2 separate regions of the Sus scrofa genome follow, and region 2 is linked to region 1. Evidence: chromatin contacts called from public Hi-C data. All regions are on one chromosome and are shown on one strand. The core of a region is the stretch at or near the end of the contact, and the rest is flanking DNA. Distances in the headings are between cores, read along the strand shown. Region 1 overlaps TTLL5 (tubulin polyglutamylase TTLL5). Region 2 overlaps TTLL5 (tubulin polyglutamylase TTLL5).

Region 1 (6,329 bases), core at 262-2,761:
CTGCAAGGGTGCATTGCTCTGTGCAATAACTTCCATGCGCCTAAGTTGCTGTGTCTTAACCGCTGTGTATCTTGGCGTTCCTCTGCTTCTTTTTAATCCGCAGAATCCGCTCGATTGTGTCATTACTCTCAACAATAGTCTACAGCATCTCCAGATCTGCAGTCTCTAGTAACCTTGGGTCACGTGTGTTTTATATGGACATTACTGAAGATAATCAGTTTGGGATGAGATCACTCAAACATTTTACTTTGAGGCTCAACAAGGAAAACCATCATCTTTCCTAAAGAGACAGAACTGGCAGCAGTGTCATTGGTCTCCTTTTTTAGAACCCGTATCATTTCTGTTTGGGGCCTCAGAAGTCATGCTTAGGTGACGGAAAGGTTAAGTTCATTTCATAAGACGGTTCTGTGAAGTAAGAATTTTGTGTAAATTCTTTACCTTCTTAGATTTACTAAAGCAAAAGACCCTAAATGCTTTTTTTCTAGACTAGTAATTTCAGTTGTCCTTGTCTTATTAACATGGGAAGTAGAAAAACTCTCTTCTTCTTATATGTGGACAAAATATTGAGACGTTTTAAAAAATGGTGTCAGTAGTATTTGAGTCCAGTGTTTTGCCCCTTCCTGCTTTTTGACTTTCCTCGTATGTTGTTGTTTGGCACCAGCAGGGGACACTCCGGTTTCCAAAGAGGGGTGCTGTTCTCTACCAAAATGGTGCAGGCTCTTTTTCCTTTCAGAGGTGGAATCCAGAAAGACTTTGTCCTGGATTTTACAGTTTTAGGTGGATCCAGTATGTGGTCTAAACCATTTGTGAAGGCCCTTTTTGAGACAAAGCTAACAGCCAAATTTTCGCTGAAAGAGGAAAAATAAAAAGTTGAAAAAGAAAGTTAAAACAAAATTGAGTTGAAAACCAAATGTGCTGTCAGAGACCCAAAGCTAGGTAGCGCTAGCAACTGGGGTGGGGTGGGGGGGATGAAAGAGCCCATCCAGGGAACTGGGGGAGCTCCACCCACACGGCGGAGGTGGGAGAAGGGGATGCCGAGAAGGCCCGAGGAGGCCCCGGTTGGTCTGGTCGGGGACTGCCTCTCTTTGGCCTCAGCCATATTATTCAGTGGAAACTCAGAAAAGATCCCGAAGCATTTGTAATGCCTCTCCCTTGCTCCCCGCCCCCAGTTCCTTCTTCAGTAGCCTTCCTTGCTAATTAACACTGGCTCCGCAGGGATATTTACCTTTTCTCTGCTGGATTCCTGTGGTTTTGAAAGAATTCAGGTACTTGCCGGTTGCCAAGGAATTCAGATTACCTCACGGGCTGCACACTGTCCAGAATCTGCCACAGCAGCAGGAGGAGGGGAGAGACACCGACAAGGGGGAGAAAACCCTCTCCAGCGCTCATTGTCACCCTCCCTGGCAGGCCCTTGCTGTTTGTGAAGTTTGAGTCATTTCTGGCTCTGAGGACCAGGGGATCAGGCTGGTAATCCCCTCCCAGACGGCTCCGCAGGGCGCTGCCTCGTCACTGCAGCACTTTGGCAGTCTCCCGGCCGCAGCTGGTTGACAGCAGATCAGAGAGCTCTTGGGCCTCTTGTTCTCTTCCATAAGATTTTTCTGGGTCAGGGCAGGATGAAACCCAGTGGCTCCTGGCACGGCTGCCTGAGGCGCTGTCTCTTGATCCTCCAGGCCTTTGTGGCTCTGAATGGCTACACCTGCTGAAAGATAACGTGTCCGCCACAGCCAGGGTCTCCTCAGAGCTGCCCTCCCCTTACTTTGTGTGTTTGCAGTGAATGTTTGTTAGAATAAATGTGTGGTTTAACTATCCTCCATCTAGACTCTCAGGGACTGACTGTGGTCTCGTGTTCATAGAACAAAGGAGAGGTGAAAGGACCCCACTAACTGTGTTTTCCTTCCCGTTTGAGGTCCATGTAGTAGAGCTCCTGAACCAGCAACTCAGGTGTGGTTTCATTTAGTGCCTGTCAGGTACCTACTGTATGTCTAACAGCGAGACCCTTCCTTCACACACACACACACACACACACACACACTCACTCACTCAAGAGTTTTAGACAAATTATTACCATTGTCTTCATTCTCATTGAGAAACATTCGAAAGCAAAAAGAAAATACAGCTTTTGATTTAAGAATTTATTGTCAGAGGAGTTCCTGTTGTGGCTCAGTGGGTTATGAACCCGACTAGTATCCATGAGGATGCGTGTTCAATCCCGGGCCTCGCTCAGTGGGTTAAGGATCTGACGTTGCCATGAGCTGCGGTATAGGTTGCAGATGAGGCTCAGATCCCATGTTACTGTGGCTGTGGGATAGACCTGTAGCTGTAGTTCCTAACTGACCCCTAGCCTGGGAACCTCCATGTGCCATGGGTGTGGCCCTAAAAAGCAAAATAAAAAGAATTTATTGTCTATTAGAATAAAGATAATCTAATATGTTTTAGTGTGTACCAAAAAAAAAAAAAAAATGGACGTATAGTTCTCTACTCATCAGTAGGTTGTGAAATAGTACCCAGAGTTTCTGATTTGGCAAAAAAAGTAGAGTTCCCCCCCACCTTTTTTTTCTTTCTCTCTCTTGCTCCCTCTCCCTGCCCCCCCCCCCCTTTTTAGGCTTAAAGGTCAAGGCTATGAAATTCTGTCTTGAGAGCTTTTCCTAAAGCTTGATTTCATTAAGGAGGTGGTTCAAGACTCAATTCCTCATGTAAATTTCAGTATGTGTGTTAGGAGAAGTATTTGCAAACTTGGTCCTAGGCTAGCTAGTAGAGAATTACCACTTTTAGGTTGTTTCTAATAAAAGAATTGTGTTGATGCTTTCAGACCTAACTAGGATGAAATATGAAATGTGAAGATCTAAATCACAAATCGCAAACCTCAGTGTTCACAAGGACATTGACTAAACAGCTGGCTAGGTGGAGACTGGAGAACCAGAGCTCACATGTACCATCTAAAGGGCATTTACTATTCAGTGGCAACAAGTCTGTGATGCATGGTGGTGCTGTGATCTGAATGTGACCTCCCAGGTTTACATATTAAAATCCTAACTCTCAAGGTGGTGTTATTTGAAGGTGGGAGTTGTTTTTTTTTTGTTGTTGTTGTTGTTGCTATTTCTTGGGCCGCTCCTGCGGCATATGGAGGTTCCCAGGCTAGGGGTCCAATCGGAGCTGTAGCCACCGGCCTATGCCAGAGCCACAGCAACGAGGGATCCGAGCCGTGTCTGCAACCTACACCACAGCTCACGGCAACGCCGGATCGTTAACCCACTGAGCAAGGGCAGGGATTGAACCCGCAACCTCATGGTTCCTAGTCGGATTCGTTAACCACTGCGCCATGACGGGAACTCCCTGAAGGTGGGCGTTTTGAGAGGTAATTAGGTCATGAGGGTGGAGCCCTCGTGAATGATTAGTGCCCTTTTATAAAAGAGCCCTGGAGAAATTTCTCACCCTTTCTGCCCTGTGAGGGCACAGTAAGAAGGTGCTGTCTATCTGCCTGCATCTTAGTCTTGGACCTCAAGCCTCCAGAACTATGAGAACTAAATTCCTGTTGTTTATAAACTACATAGTTTATAGTATTTTGTTATAGCAGCCCAAATGGACTAAGATAGGTAGTATTGCCAGATCTTCTGGTTTTTTAAGGCTGAAAAATCTAGATTTTTATTGAGAAACTTACTTTTGTTTTTAAACGTTTAATTTTGAAACCATTTCAAAGTTAAAGAAAACCTGTAAAAATAGTATTTTGTCTAGAGACACATTCAAATTCGACCAACTGTCCTGATAGTGTTCTTTATAGCAGAAGGATCCAAATCCAGGGTCACATGTTATATTTAGTTGCCGAGTCTCTTTAGTCTCTTTGCTCTGAAACATTAACTCAGTCTTTCCTTGACTTTTATGACTTCATTATTATTATTTTTTTCTTTTTTTATGGCTGCACCCGAGGCATATGGAAGTTCCCAGGCTAGAGATCGAATTGGAGCTACAGCTTCAGGCCTATGCCACAGCCACAGCAACGCGGGATCCGAGCTGTAAGTGTGACCACAGCTCATGGCGATGCGGATCCGTAACACACTGAGTGGGGCAAAGGATCGAACCGTCATCCTCATGGATGCTAGTTGGGTTCGTTTCCCCTGAGCCACAGTGGAACTCTATGACTTCAGCAGTTTTGAAGATTTAGGGTAGTCATTTTGTAGAATGGCCCTCAATTTGGGTTTGTCTGATTTTTTTTCATAATGAGATTCACAGTAAATATTTTTGCCTAGGATGTTACGGAAGCGATGCTGTGTTCTCATTGCCTGATTTCGAATGGCACATAACTGTTTAGTGGTGTTTGACCGCTTGATTAAGAGGATATCTGCTTTAAAAATTTGGTTGTGATGATTGTTGTACACTTGTAAATGTAATAAAATTCATTAAGTAATTAAACAAAGAGAAAAAAAATGAAGGTTAAATTAAGACTTTCCCAAATAAAAATAAAACAGAATTTGTTTCTAGTAGATCCATCTTATAAGAAATACTGAAAATAGTTCTTCAGGCTGAAAGCAAGTAACCCCAGAATTTAATTTAAATCTACATAAAAAAACAAAATTAATAAAGATAATTTATATAATTTTAAAAAACGAGGATATCTGCCAGATTTCTCCACTGCAAAGTTACTTTGTTGTCCCCTCTGCAATTAATATCTTATGAAGAGATACTTTGAGACCTTGCAAAATCTCACCCTTCATCATTTTCACCCAGTAATTTTAGTATGTATTGACCTTTCTTGCCTGGATGAATTATTTCCATGGTGGTGATTTTCTAATCCACCATCAGATGATGATTTTCTAGTCCTATCATTCCTTTTTAGTATTTGGCATTTTACTCCCAGGAGTTTTCTTTCCATCTTGTTTATTTATTTATATCCACCAATGTGGACTTAAGGATTCTTGTGTTATGTAATGGGTTATAATCCTTTACTGTAATGATTTACTTCGATGCCCAAATTGTCCCAGATTTGGCCAATGGCAGCCCCTTTAAGCTGGCTTTTGTGTCCTTTTGACTTGTCCCCTTATTCTTTGAGCACAGGAAATTTCAGGTTCATCTTCTTTTCTGCCCCAGCCCTGAATCAGCCCTTTTCTCCAAGGAGCAGTGGTTGCTTATAATGGAAGATACTATTGAGAAATCGAGATCTAGTGCTAGAAACAGTCAGTGTTCTGGGGTGTCTCTGTTCTCAGGTCCTCGCAGTGGAGAGACCTAGAAAGCGTGTGTGTGGATATACCTACATGTACGTATACATTACACGTACAAACTTACATCTTATTTATTTCTATGTCACTGTGTTGAAGAGCAGGGGTTCATACTCATGCCTCCAATTCTAGCTCAAAACCATAGGGTTCATACTAGTTTTTTCCCTTTTCATGTTTTTTTTCTTTTCTCCAAAAGTGAGAAATCTGACTTCCATTATCTTCAACATATTTATTTACTCAATTGTATGCAGCGGCTCTCCTGACCTCCCTGTCACCCCTCCATTCAGATGTCCTCCTTGTGTGGACTTGGCCCCCTGTGGGGCCACCACCCTGCTTGGATAACCTCCTTGTACTGGGCTGCCTTCCCATGCTGTCTACCACTTCCTCACATGGGCCCTGGCTGCCATCAGGCTTCAGGAAGGAACATCTGAATTTTAAATGTTGGCCAAATGGGAGTTCCCTGGTGGCCTAGAGGTTAGGACTAGCCACTTTCATCACTGCGAACCTAGTTCAGTCCCTGGTATGGGAACTGAGATCGCACCTCAAGTGACAGCATGCCACAGCAGGGGGAAAAAAAATCTGGCCAAGTTATTCAAGTTTAAAACAAAAACAAGAAAATCTTTGTGAATTAATCAGAACTTGATTAGTAGGCCAGATCTGAGACTAGTGGAACCTCTGATCTAGAAACTAAGAAAAAAATGTTGGAAAATGGTGACCAGAGATGAATATGGTCTGTTTGATACAGATTTGAGTGAGAACCATTAGATTCCTCCTGGACTGGGGGGAGGGATGAGTGTTTACACCTGCCTCTCCTCTCTCCGTGCTCTTCTCCCTTCTATGTGGGGACTGAAACAGTGCAGCACTTCGGCCCCTTTGGGTGCCATTTCCACTGAACTGAGGTTTTCTGTTTTTATTTTCTCTAATTCTTTTTTTTTTTTGTCTTTTATCTTTTGTTGTTGTTGCTATTTCTTGGGCCGATCCCACGGCATATGGAGGTTCCCAGGCTAGGGGTCCAATCGGAGCTGTAGCCACCAGCCTATGCCAGAGCCACAGCAACGCGGGATCCGAGCCGCATCTGCAACCTACACCACAGCTCACGGCAACGCCGGATCGTTAACC
Region 2 (6,144 bases), core at 2,209-4,708, 95 kb after region 1:
GGGGCAGTGTTGAAACTTGAAGGGATTCGGATAGTTAGATTTTAGTGATAGAATGAAGATAAAAGGGAATGGAATATCATGACCATGGTAGATTGGGAAGGAAGTTTAAAATGTGAAGTACATATGAGGAAAGGAGAGGGCCGCCAATCAATTGGCTACACTTCTTTCACTGGGTCACTGACTAGGATATGTTTCCAATTTTTAATGAGCAGCTAGAAGCACCAAAACATTAAGAAATTTTCTTTACAATTGTAGTAAAATAACATAGCCGATGTTAGTGGTTACATATTTTCACGTCTAATCATTTGATAGACTGCAAAGCTTGCCAAAGTGACAGGATCCTGATCCTGTGAGAATCCAAGGTGACTGTGTCCTAATTGGAAAGTTATTCCCCTTCCATCCATCTTTCTCATCTGAGAAGAATTTCACTGCCAGTGAGTTAAAATTCCATCAGACTTCTCTTCATAGGGATCTGAACTCACCATTAGATGTCAGTCTTAACTTTTAGAGCCTTGGTAATAGGGTGGTTGGTGCTTGGCACAATTCTGAGGGAGAGGCTGTAGTGTGTAATAAGCGGGGTGGAATAGTGCAAAGAGGGCTGGATCAGCCATCTACGGACCTGCCTTCTCCTACCACTTACTAGCTGTGTGATCTCGGGCAGTTCACTCAGCTTCTGTCAACCTCAGGGTCCATTCACCAGGGTCATGAGGATAGTAGGCAAGAACCTCTTTGGAAAGTCTAAATGCCATTTACTTGGAAAAGATTGTTATTTCAGCCATAAAAGGCTCTCAATAATAAATTGTTTCTAATTTGATTTGAAATCAGTTTTTGGATAAAATATAGTTACCAAAATGAATGCTGTTACTGAAAAACTGAGCAGGTGTTATTTGTGTCATTTCCCTGTGGAGAAAGTAATTCCTTAATTTGGAATTTGGAAAATTCTTTTATTGTTCTTTTTCTAGTAAATAATAACATGTGATAGTGGGTTAATACTGAGACATTAGTTTACTAGCTATTTCCTTTTATTCCTAGCTGTGCTCTAAAGAAAGTGCCTTGGTTCCCTACAAACCGAGCCAAGCGATAAGATGTCTGTGGTTCTGGTGAAAGGCGGCCACCCAGACAGAATGTGGTGCCAGCTCTGCTCCTCTCTCTGACTTAGGGCGTGATTCCTTCAACTCAGCTCCACCAGAAAAAACTTTGTGTCCGGTAGTCACTTTAAATGGTTTTTATTTCCTCTTACTTGTGTATTTTCTTATAATAATGCAGGATAGGGTTGATCAATATTTTCTTCCCCCTTCTCTTTTTTTTTTGATAGGATATATTTATTCATTCTTTTGTTTTATTGTTGGTTAATTATCTTGTTTTATCTTTGCCAATTTCCTAATCTGCTGTCCCCTGTTTTATTTTGTTATTTCTTCCTGTTTCTTGAGTTGGCTGCTTCATTTATTTTCACTCATTTCTTGTTTTTTATTATATTTAAAGCTATGAATTTTCCTCTGAGTATTGCTTTGATTTATATTACATAAACTCTGATATATCTTTGCATTGCTTTTCTGGGCAAGATGTTAGGAGACTTTCTGCTAGATAAGGTTTGCTGATTTTAAATTATTTGTGCTTTTTTTTGGAAGACGAGTATAAAAAATATTGAAATTTGGGGGAATTTCCCCCAAATCACTGATTTTGTTTACGATTTCAACTGTTTAGCCCATTAAAGCTTTTAGTGGCAGTCTCTATAAAACTTTTTTTCAAATGTATTTTTTAATTCATTCATTCAGAAGCATTTTATTACACTCTTAAGAGTGTTCCAGGTCTTGGTACTAAGCCCACAGGGATGATATATGACATAGACCTCAGCATGAAATAACTCACAGGCTGCTAGGTGTGACGGGCACATAAATACAGGATAGTGCGAGCATGGAATATGCCAACCACCAAAGGGATGCCCAGCCCAGCCTGTGGGTGGGGGTGGGAAGAAGGCCAAAGCAGCCTCTTGGAAGAGATGTTATATCTACACTGAGTCTTAAAGGCAGACAGTAGATGGCAGAAGAAGGGTAGGGCAGGCTCCAGAGTAAAAGCTCAAGTGTGTGTATGTGAAGAAGTAGTTAGTGATGATGGAGGATAAGGAGTCGGCTGGGAGCTGCTGGATAGAAGCTGGACGAGAAGATGAGGGCTGATTCAGGGAGAGCCTTGACTGCCCTGAGAAGGGACTGCCTTTTATCTCACAGATGCCAGGGAGCCACAGACACAACTGGGCTGCATCACTCAGGTAGCTGGGAGGAGGATGGGTTGCAAGATGAAGCAGTGGCATCCCCTTTTCCTCCCTGCTCTGTGAAGTTGCTGAGGAACAATGGACTGGCCAAAAGAAAAGAAGCAACTCTGGGAGTTCTTGGGGTGGTGGGAAAAAAAATTTTTTTTTTGGAGTTCCTGAAGTGGCTCAAGGGAAATAAATCCAACTAAGAACCATGAGGTTGTGGGTTTGATCCCTGGCCTCGCTCAGTGGGTTAAGGATCTGGCGTTGCTGTGAGCTGTGGTGTAAGTCACAGACACAGCTTCGATCCCGCGTGGCTATGGTCTGGGAACGTCCATATGCCGCAAGTGTGGCCCTAAAAAGCAAAAAAAAAAAAAAAAAAAAAAAAAAAAAGAAGCAACTCTGACAACCCCAAAATGTGATTATAAAACTTTGAGTTATCCAGAATTTCCATTAGAGGCTAGATTCTTACAAATTTTTATGACTAAAAACAGAACCTCATTTGCTTTTACTATTTCCACTCTGATTTAACTTTATTTATAGCCTAGAACACTTGAGAATATTGAACTTTCTCTGTCACACAAAGTGGTCATCGCGGAAGCATTTGTGCCAGCACGTATGTGCTTGAAATACAGAGATACATGTCCCTCATGTATGATTACTCAAGAAACACCTAACCAGTCTGAGCAGAGAGCAGGTCAAATTTAGTTCTTTCCCTTGGTACATGAGAGGCTGGTTATCTTTAGGGGGCAAGATCTCTGGAAATCAGTGTGTATGTCCCTGGAATCAGAGTCTTCCAGAAGCATCCTTCCTCTGTGGCAGGGAGCGCTGTGGTAGCTGACAGGGGCCGGAGTAGAGCTTGGGTGTGAGGTCTCATTACCTCTGTCTCACCCAGTGCCAGGAGAGGTGTGCTTTACAGCTGTAGCACTGCGCACACACTGAAGTAGCCCTTTGTGGCTGTTGCTGTCAGTGAACAGAGGAATGTGGCGTAGTAGCCCAGCCCTGTGGCGAGGAGGGAGAGGCGGGGAGGCAGAGGGAGGGCTTCCCTCTCTGTGCGGGCCAGTGTGAGATTTCAGGACCCGGCTATCTATCGTTAGGAGCAGCTCCAGCTCTTCCAGCCTGGGAGTTTAATCAAAGGAATAACAGCAGACCACCCAGGCGAGGGCTCCAGTGCTAGTGAATGTGCTGTGTCAGGCTCTGTTCCCCAGCCAGCCAGTGCCCGGGATGTGGCCAGGCCTCCTGGAAATGTGCTGACAGATACATAGGAGGGAGGAGATACTCTGTGCTTCTCGCATTTTTCACTTAGATGGAGAGTTCACTTAGAGTTCCGTTTTTGTTCCTTAACCCTGATGCTTTCCTGCCTGGTCCTAGAGAAGGGCATGTGCTGAGGCAGAGAACGTTTGCTCGCTGGTTCCTCCTTCGCTCTCGCTCATTCCTGTACAAACAATTCCTTAGCATTTCTTCTGCTCCAGCAGTTATCACGGAGATCGTGCTAATTTCTTCGGGTACTACAGGGGACCTTGAGTGAATCTCAATTTCTGAAATCCAATTTGAAGGTGAAACTGGCAGAGAGGAAGTTAAATTTTTGAAATAGTTACAGATGTTCTCTAGGCTTGGAGCCAGTGGCACCCAGTTTATCACAAGCTTGGGCATCTGGCGCCGGAAACTCTCTTCCTGCCTCCTTCACGATTCTGGTCGCATGTGAACTACTGTACATTTGTGTTCTGATTTTGTAGTTGTTTCCGCAGTCTTGCTCCTTTGGTTCTGTATTTTTTTTCTGAGTAGAAGAATTATACTTCTTTAAATCATATATGTTATTTTTTCCGTTTCTAGAAACAGACAGGTAAATAAAAAAAGCAGAAACTCAAGCCAGTGAGACCTTGCCTTGATTTTCTTCTCTGTAAAGTGGGGGGAGTTTCAGTATCAAGATGAAATCTCTTGGATCTCTGTGCCTCCCTGCTCTAGGTCCTGGCTCCAATTGATCCTGTCTCATTCCCTTGTTCTTCTGTGTCTCTTGAGGCTTTAAATCCCCAGTTTTCCTTAGGTCCTTGGTCTCTTGTTCTAAAATAACCTCTCTTTATCTCTTACCATTTTAACCTACTCTCTCTCAGAGGTCACCGATGACCTTGGAAGTGCCAGCTTCAGTCACCTATTTTTAATCCTCACTCTATTTTAACACATGGCACAATTATTGACCACCTCCTACCTGAAAACTCCCCTTAGCCTCTCCAGCCCTTCAGCAATTCCTCTGAGACCTCATCCTCTACTTTCCCCTGAAAAACTAGGTTCCATTTTCAACATTTCTTAAAAGCTACTGGTACATAGATCCCAAATATACAGCCGGAGTCTCTCTGATCAGAAAAGAGGGTTGATGCCTGGGCATTTGCTTCTCCCTGCTTTTCATGGCTTTCCTCCAACATACCTGTGAATTCCAGAGCTCAACCCAACTTTTTTCCTCTCTCTAGTCTCCCCTTGGGTAAACTTTCTCTTCCCACAGCTTCATCTAGTACTGTTCTGCAGATTTCTCCCAAATATGCATCTTTAATTTGAACCTGTTTGCTGAGTGACGTGTCTAAATTGCCAGCTGCTTGCTAGACATTTCCATCCAGCTGTATTACAAGGATCCAAAATATTCAACACATTCCAAACATAGTTCGAAAATATTCAGAAAGTATTCAACGTCTCTAAAACCTTTTTGTTCTTCTCCCTTTTTCCCTCTCCACAATAGTGACACCGAGGTTCTCCTAGGGATTAGGAATGGAGCCTTTGGTTTATCATCATCTCTCTTTGCTTCCCCATTCTCTGTATGTCTGGGCAGTTGCCAGGTTCTTGTTGATTCTGACTCTATAATGTCTCTGATATATATCTCTTCTGTTTCATTCTCCCATCTACTGTCCCGCTTAAGGCCTTAATTATCTCTGGACTGGACAGCTACAATTACCTCCTAAATGGTCTCCTGGCCATTCTCCTCTGTTCATCCTGGTCTTTGCTCTAAAGGATCTCTAAATCACAAGTCTGATAATAATACTCCTTGGCTCAAGAATCTCAAGGGGCTTCTTATTATCTCCAGTATGAAGCCCAAGCTTTCGAATGTTATTCAAAGCCTATATATAGAATCTCTCTCCAGGCTACTTCTCCAGCCCGTCTCCCTCCCATCACACATGTTTTTGTGCAGCTTACCTAAAATTCCTATCAGTCTCCATTCCTTAGTTTATGCTGTTTTCTCATGGGAAGTGTTCCCCAGTCACCACTTCTAACTTTATGTGCTTGTCCAGGCTCAATATAGGTGCCACTTTGCTTTTAAGCATGCCGTTTTACTTGTCACGCTATCTGTCCAGATCGCTATCCCCTTTCGTAGATAGTAAGCTCTTCTGGAGGCATTGTCCTTTGCTGCCTCCAAACCTGACTCATGGGTGACACTCAGTGAATGTGCCCATTCTACTGGACTGTAAGGTTACTTGATTGAAAATTGGGACCATGTCCATTTTTTCACCAGTTTTTTCCAACCTAGTATATAACCTGCACTCTATGTATTTTTTTAAATAAATAAAATAAATAAATAAAGCCAGAAGTCGTCTTTCCATTGTCTCTGCCCTGTTAGCCCTTCATTAGACACTTTCTATAATAAATCTATTACCAATATTTCGCATCTCTTCTTTCCTATTGAGTTATAAACTCTACGATAGCAGTTCCTTCTAACCCATCACCTAGTGCAGCAACCTTGCACTTGGTAAGCACTTATCACATGCTTGCTAAATGCAAAAGAATTTCTCTTCCGCATTTTCTTGGGTTTTATAGTCTTTTTAAAAATTATTCCTCTTCCATTTTATTGACGATACCACGCCTGCCCTTCCTAATAAAGCATCTGACATTAGTTGAATGTCTACTTTTACTGG

The links. A called contact is a pair of places that touch in the nucleus more often than the background predicts.
Region 2: a contact with region 1 is called in a Hi-C map of heart right ventricle, with 2.2 times the contacts expected there. The contact joins two enhancer-like sites. A contact is called at or near these places in 4 of 47 Hi-C or Micro-C datasets (embryonic fibroblasts, epiblast stem cells and heart right ventricle).

What each region holds. Positions count from the first base shown.
Region 1 is chr7:98,863,495-98,869,823 of Sscrofa11.1, forward strand. The region is part of intron 9 of TTLL5 (tubulin polyglutamylase TTLL5); the gene reads left to right. Among named protein-coding and RNA genes, the nearest start is that of TTLL5, 44 kb to the left of the region's middle. Within about 2 kb of position 1,512, at least 59 of the 83 cell types and tissues checked have an H3K27ac peak or open chromatin away from gene starts, as enhancers often do.
Region 2 is chr7:98,956,288-98,962,431 of Sscrofa11.1, forward strand. The region is part of intron 27 of TTLL5 (tubulin polyglutamylase TTLL5); the gene reads left to right. Among named protein-coding and RNA genes, the nearest start is that of TTLL5, 140 kb to the left of the region's middle. Within about 2 kb of position 3,459, at least 18 of the 83 cell types and tissues checked have an H3K27ac peak or open chromatin away from gene starts, as enhancers often do.